Linked DNA regions of Zea mays: region 1 is linked to region 2. Evidence: chromatin contacts called from public Hi-C data. All regions are on one chromosome and are shown on one strand. Each heading gives the region's core, a stretch centred on a gene start, on an enhancer-like site or on the middle of the called end of the contact. The rest is flanking DNA. Distances are from core to core; before and after follow the strand shown. Region 1 holds the start of LOC100281087 (dehydrin COR410). Region 2 holds the start of LOC100384786.

Evidence for each region. Hi-C and Micro-C count contacts between places; a contact is called where the count stands out from the background.
Region 1: a contact with region 2 is called in a Hi-C map of endosperm, with 2.4 times the contacts expected there. The contact joins the promoter of LOC100281087 here to the promoter of LOC100384786 in region 2. A contact is called at or near these places in 2 of 25 Hi-C or Micro-C datasets (endosperm and tassel).

What each region holds. Positions count from the first base shown.
Region 1 is chr5:198,232,951-198,236,177 of Zm-B73-REFERENCE-NAM-5.0, forward strand. It overlaps LOC100281087 (dehydrin COR410), which reads right to left and starts at 1,486. Exons shown (of 2, transcript NM_001370707.1): 1 at 1,092-1,486; 2 at 45-962. The coding sequence starts at 1,385. The coding sequence ends at 384.
Region 2 is chr5:197,921,552-197,924,801 of Zm-B73-REFERENCE-NAM-5.0, forward strand. LOC100384786 reads right to left here and starts at 1,358. Exons shown (of 3, transcript NM_001177236.1): 1 at 616-1,358; 2 at 1-33. The coding sequence starts at 1,152.

The DNA of each region.
Region 1 (3,227 bases), core at 236-2,735, 310 kb after region 2:
GTGCAAAATAGAGATTACACGCTAACACGTTCGCGCGCTGGGCAGAAACCAAAGCAATTATTAACGCATCCAGGTAGCCCAGCCGAATTACAACGCGCAGCTGCTCATAATTCAACAAACCCAGTACACAACATCCAGACCGACCGTGACTTTTGACTTGGAACCAAAATAAAACCCGTACGTACCACGTCCTACACAAGCAGCAACACTCACTGCCAGTCACGCGATCCACCTTAAAAAGCACACGGACCTTGACCAGGCGATCCACCTTGAAACAAACTTTTGGTAAAAGCAAACCAGAACCGAACCCACATGCCAACGCTAGCTACCTTCTGATCGCCCAAGGCCCGGCCACGGCCAGGACACGCGCTGCGACTGCGACCTTAGGAGCTGGTCCTGTGCTCGCCGGCGGCGTCCGCCTTGTGGTCTGCTTCCTCAGCTGAGCTCTTGTGGTAGCCGGGTATCTTGTCCATGATCTTGCCCAGCAAGCCCTTCTTCTCCTTGCCATCCGGGCTGCTCACGTTCTCCGCCTGCGGCGCCGGCGCCGGCGCGTGGACGGGCGGAGCCGGTGCGGCAGCGGCAGCGGCTTCAGGCTTCTTGTTGTGGCCACCGGGGAGCTTCTCCTTGATCTTGTCCAGCAGGCCTTTCTTCTCCTCCTCCGGTGCATGCGGCGGGGTCCCGGTCTTCACGTCGTCCTGGACGACGACGCCGTGGTCGTGCTGGTGGACGTGCGGTGGAGGCGGCGGGGCCGGGGTCGGGACGACGTGCGGCCTGTGCGCTTCCTCCTGGTGGTGGGCATGCGTCTCCACGGGCGCGGGCGCCGGGGACGGTGCGGCCGTGTGGTGGCCGTCCTTGTGGCCCGGCAGCTTCTCCTTGAGCTTCTCCTTGAGGCCCATCTTCTTCTTCTTCCTCTTGATAATCTCGCCGTTCTCATCGATCGCCTCCTCTTCCTCGTCGCTCGACTGCATGCGCGCACGATCGTGGTCAGATAATCGTGACTCTCGATCGTGTCAAATATATAGACGTACTGCGTATAACAAGCCGTTTTACTGATCCGAATATCAGCAGACCATGTTTATATATGAACGTACCGAGCTGGAGCTGGAACTGGTGCGGTGCAGCTTGGCGAGAAGGCCCTCCTTCTTCTCGCCGACGACCTCGTGCTCCTCCTCCTTGTGCCCGTGCTTCTCGGGCTCGGACACCGTGACCTTCTCCATGCCGGTCGCCAGCTCATCCGTCTGCTTCTTCTTCTCCTGGTCGTCGTCGTGCTTCTTCCTGCCGAGAAGGCTGTCCAGGAGCCCCCTATCCTTCACGTCCACCTGATCGGCGGCGTCCTGCTGGGCCTCACCGCCCTGGTGCTGCTGGGTGTTCCTCTCATCCTCCATGGTCGCCGAAACAGAAGGCTTTGCGAACTAAACAACAGAACAGATCAGCAGGCTAGCTACTAGTAGTAGAACTCGCTATTGACTGGCTTCTTCAGTGCCTTTTGGCTTAATTAGGGATGGAGAGGTATCGAGCCCGGAGGCGTCCTTATATAGAGCATCAGCAAGCTAGGCCACCGAAAGGTGTCACGTTCGTTTTCGTGTACGCGTAGGCTACGCGACGCGAGGAGGGGACAGATCAGCCGCGGGCGGGAAACGGACTGTCGGTTGGCCGACGAGGACATGTCCTGGTGGCCAGTCGCGCCACGACGCGTGTCGCACCCCGCGCGTGGGGCGGCCCGGATCGGACGTGGGCATGTGGCGATGCCTCGAGGAGTCGAGGTGCGGTATCACTGGGGTGGACGTAGGGCTGACAATGGGCTATAATTTTTGCACTATAAGATTTAAGGATCGAAGCGGGTTAGGATCGGGCTTTATTTCTAGTCATTTTTAAACTATAATTTATTTAGGGCCTTGACATTTTGTGAAGAACTATTTGGATCACAATCCATTACCACCCCTAGGTGGACGGCGTCGGGAGAGGTCGGCGCCATGTGGGCAGGCCGGGTCGGCCGGCGTGGTTTCTGTTTTGCCTAGGACGTAAACGAAGGCAGAGTTAAAGTGAAAAATAACGCATATATATGAACCATTCACAGACGGTTAGAGATGAATCATTTATAAATAATATAAGAAATATTATTTATAAATATATATTTGTAAAAGTTATCTGCTGCTCTGCTCCACTCCCCCCATCCACCTGCAGCTCTGCCGCCCGCGCCGACCATCAGTTTCCAATAAACTACAGCTTGATTGGATGGCTCCCCGTATATGCGCAGACTGACACCGTTCTATTCAGTTAAATACGATAATTTTAAACGTATAGCTGGATATAGATTAATGGCATCAAAATAGTTTATTTTGTATCCACTTATACAGACTATGACTCCTACATACAAGTAACCAAACAATATCTCAAATAAAGTCAACGCATACGGTCGGTGATCCAATATGAGATTGTGCAAAATAATTTCATTAAGTACTTTGGTTTATATAAAAAAAGGTAAGCGTTTGTGTTCGCTTTGGATTCGTCAGACTTCAATTGGGGTACCCGGGCGTCATTCATACCCGGATGTTCTCACCTCTTTGGCTCTCTATCAGAAGATGTACTGTGCGTACAGTGTACACCTTGCGTTGCCAGATTTTGCAAGTTGCCGATGGGCGACGCGACGCGGGCACGAGAGTGATTGCGATGCACGGGGGTTGCATGACTCGGACGACAGGAGAGGTCTAGAAGCTTCGACGTTGACATGTGGGTCCGGGCACTGATCCGTCATGAGAAAACAAGTCCTCTGCAGTATGTCTGGGGTCTGGGGAAGTAGAACCGCGGCGGGGTCACTGCTCGCGGGCCCACGCTCGCCCCCACGCGCAGCGACTTCGGGTCATCGGGTGCTACGTCCTACGAAGTTACTGGCAGAGGATCTCGTCGCGGGGCGGCACTACCTAGCCAAAGCCCAAAGCCGGGCTGGGGCTGAGTCTGGGGATGGGGATGGGCTGATAAGTGGATTTGGCCCTACTGCAAACAAAGGCTAACTTCAATCTATTTCCCCTCTCAAATCCTCTATTTATACTTTCTATACATATTTAAATACCTCCTTCTTCCCTCTATTTCATCTCCTCTCCACTCATTGTCCTATGTTCAGCTCCTCCTATACACTTCAACAGAGTTATTTGGCTTTTATACTTCAAAAACTTCTAAAAAGTACTGGAATGTTTATAGTACTATAATGCACATTGTTATCAAATAAT
Region 2 (3,250 bases), core at 108-2,607:
GCCCTGGATGTGGTACGACTCGAACACCACGCTCTGCAGTGGCAGCGAGTGGAGCCATCGTCATCAGCAGTGCAGCAAAACAAAAACACACAGAAACGGACGTGGTGAGCAAGCACATCGGCCGCGCTCTGTGCGCGCCGCCGCCCATAAATTGCAACAAATAATGTGTGCGGGTTTCGCGGCGGCCATCTGTTTTCTTGGCCGGACGCGCTTCCCAAGTTCCAAAACGTTTCGGTAGCCCAAATGCGTTCTTGGAAATCTGAAAAGCTATACATATTTCCCCTTTCTTGAATGGAATCGACTAAATGGAAGTACAGATTTCTCATGTGTAAAAAGGTATATTGCAGATTACACTGCAACCCTGGATTGAAGAACTGAACAGTACCGCTGCTGCTATACAGCCATAGGAAAAAAAGGATCAGTCTAAATTTGGAGCTCGTTTCGAAAATGAAGCCAAACCCGAGAACTTGAAGACGATGCGTTGTGCTTGTACCTACCCGCCAGACAGTTTTATGGTTTTCCCAGTGAACACAGAACAAACGAGGCAACATGGGCTGGCTACAGGAGACTAGGCTCAAGTGCCATAAGATCGAGGGGGGGTGACGAGGGGCGGACCTTGACGACGACGTGGGGCTTGTACGACCTGCTGGCGCCCCACAGCACGATCAGGAAGAAGGCGAACACGGCGACGAACGCGACCGCGCCGAGCGCGTAGCACCGCCACGGCGACTCCGCGAACGACCCGCCGCGCAGGGACGCGCCGTCGTCGTCCTCGTCCCCGACGCTGCCCGCGCCGCTGCCGTTCCCGAGCCGGCGCCAGGGGACGCTCACCACCGCGGCGACGTCGCCGCCGGAGCGGAGCTGGTCGGAGAAGAGGAGCCGCCCCGTCGAGGACTCCCGGGAGTGGTGCATGCCGCCCACGCCGACACCGGCGCCGCCGCTCGAGTGGTGGCGGTGGTGGTGGAAGTGGTAGTGGAGCGGCGACTCCGCCGGGGTGGTCCCCGCCACGCCGCCGGAGGCGCCCAGGTGGACGTCCGGGTGGGAGGCGGCGGGGCTGAGCACGTAGTAGGCCGGGCGGCCGCGCGGGGACCGCGGCGGCGTGGACGCCGCCAGGCTCGTCACGTCGGAGTCCGTCTTGGCGTGCCTGGCCATCTCTCTCTCTCGGGAGCCGCGGGGCGGAATGCGCGTGGGACTGGGACTGCGGCTGCGGGAGAGGGGCTGCCCGCTGGCGCAAGCGCAACGGGTGTTTGATGAAGGTTTGAAGGGAGTGGGCACGCGACGGGTGTGTGTGTGTGTGTTTTTTTTTTTGAGACGGTAGCGCGCGCGAGGTTTGCACCTGTGACTCTGAGATGTGAGCCTGTCAATGGCTCAATGCAGCTGCAGGACGGCCTGGGATGTTGATCACCGCCGCGCCACTCCGCCAGGTAGTGGTCGACCAAGCAGCGGTCATGCCCTGCCCAATTTGAGATTTGGAAATGCTCGTGTTACCAAAGCCAGCTGGGTTAATTACCATTCAAATTGATCTTGCGTGTTGAAAACCGATGTGCCATATTTTTCATTTTTTACTCCACATTTTCATCTTTGTTCAATTTGGCTCCCGATGTTGTGGTGGCCATCTTCGGCGATACAAAATAAAATTTGAAATAGGAAGTGAGATAAGTATTAGAATATGCGGGCTGTTGGAGATCGTAAGTGGTTTGGCTATAGATTCTTCTATGTATGGCCAGAATAAGCAACAGAGTGAGAGGTGGAAGTGAAAATGGCGGTGCCATAAGACGGGTTGCGTCACTGATACCATAGGTTACCAACAGATAATGTTGGTGGTATTAGCATTCATGAGAGTAACACCAGAGTTTGATCCAATACATCATATATACATAGATATATGAGTAGAGATAATGTATGGGCGAACGGTTAGTCTATCCTCAACTATCCTAGGCGAATGCTGACTCTATGCCTGCAAGTGATTGCGCAAAAGTTTAAAGCTTCCAGCAATATGTGCATTCAAATACGTATCATGACTGTGGAGGAGAGATACACTCGTAGATTTGTGTTTGGTCACGTCCGACCACTCATTTTGCGCAACTGGATCCATGATCCGCTGGAAGTGTGAACAGTACGAAACAATCATGTAAAATGCGCATCTATGGGCGTTGTCCGAGTTGTTGGGGTAGCCTTAGAGAGTCCTTATATCCCTTTTTTCTATTTGTATTTTACGGATATCTTAATTCTCCTTGATAATAATATCTATTAGAGACATATTTTAGTCTAGAGTTTTGTATGTATGTATTTGTCAAGCCTTCAAATATCTAATACACGTTTTAGTTTTTACTTAATTCGTCGTCTAGAGAATAAAAATGGATAAAGAAGAGTAAAGAGTCTCTATACGAAGAGGGTGAAAGAGTGTCATCTATACTTAGACGAGGCTTTATAGGACTGTTGGGGGTCTTTTTCGTCGAAGGTCCTTAAGTAAAAAACACCTTCGGCAAGACAATACAAAGGCAGGCGCGACATGAAGATACAACCCGAAGATAGCACGGATAGAAGCCGAAACTATTACTAAAGGAGCTTCGGCTCAGCATTATGGTGAAGACGAAGGACGATACCCACCCAAGGAGGAAAAGTCTATCTAGTCCTTAACAATTTGTATTATGATTATAATTGTGCGACAAGGACATAAATGTAATTTTGATCGGGCTGCGTCCCGTTCCTATAAATAGGTGAACAGTAACCCCATATTGTTCACGCTGTCTTGCAATCCCTCGCTCGTCATTTTCAGATTCTTACCTTCTGTCAAACCGAAGTATTAATGTAACTCAATATCATTAATGTTTATTCAGGATCACATAATGAGGATATTGATAATATAATGGTTTAATACAACTATTCATGTTTTTTATGTCTTATATGTTCTTGTTTTTATTCTTACATACTGAGATGATGAAGGTATGCCCTTCATAACCTTCATCTGGAGACCATTATATCCTAAGGGAGATAATGCTTCGAAAAACGAAGGTCTTTAATCATTAACATTTGTGTTGCTTTGTTCTTGATTCATAGCATTTGAGAACAAGTCCCCAAAATTGGCGCCCACCTCCGGTGAACTCACTTCCACTGTTGAGACGATGGCTTCGTTCAACAACCAAGCTGTAGCACCTTCGGTCACGAAGCTGGTGCTCCCAATCACGGGCGGTTCAAGTTCAGAGCCAGCCAACAAGAAGCAGAAGAAGGAAGCACAAAGAAGAGTGCA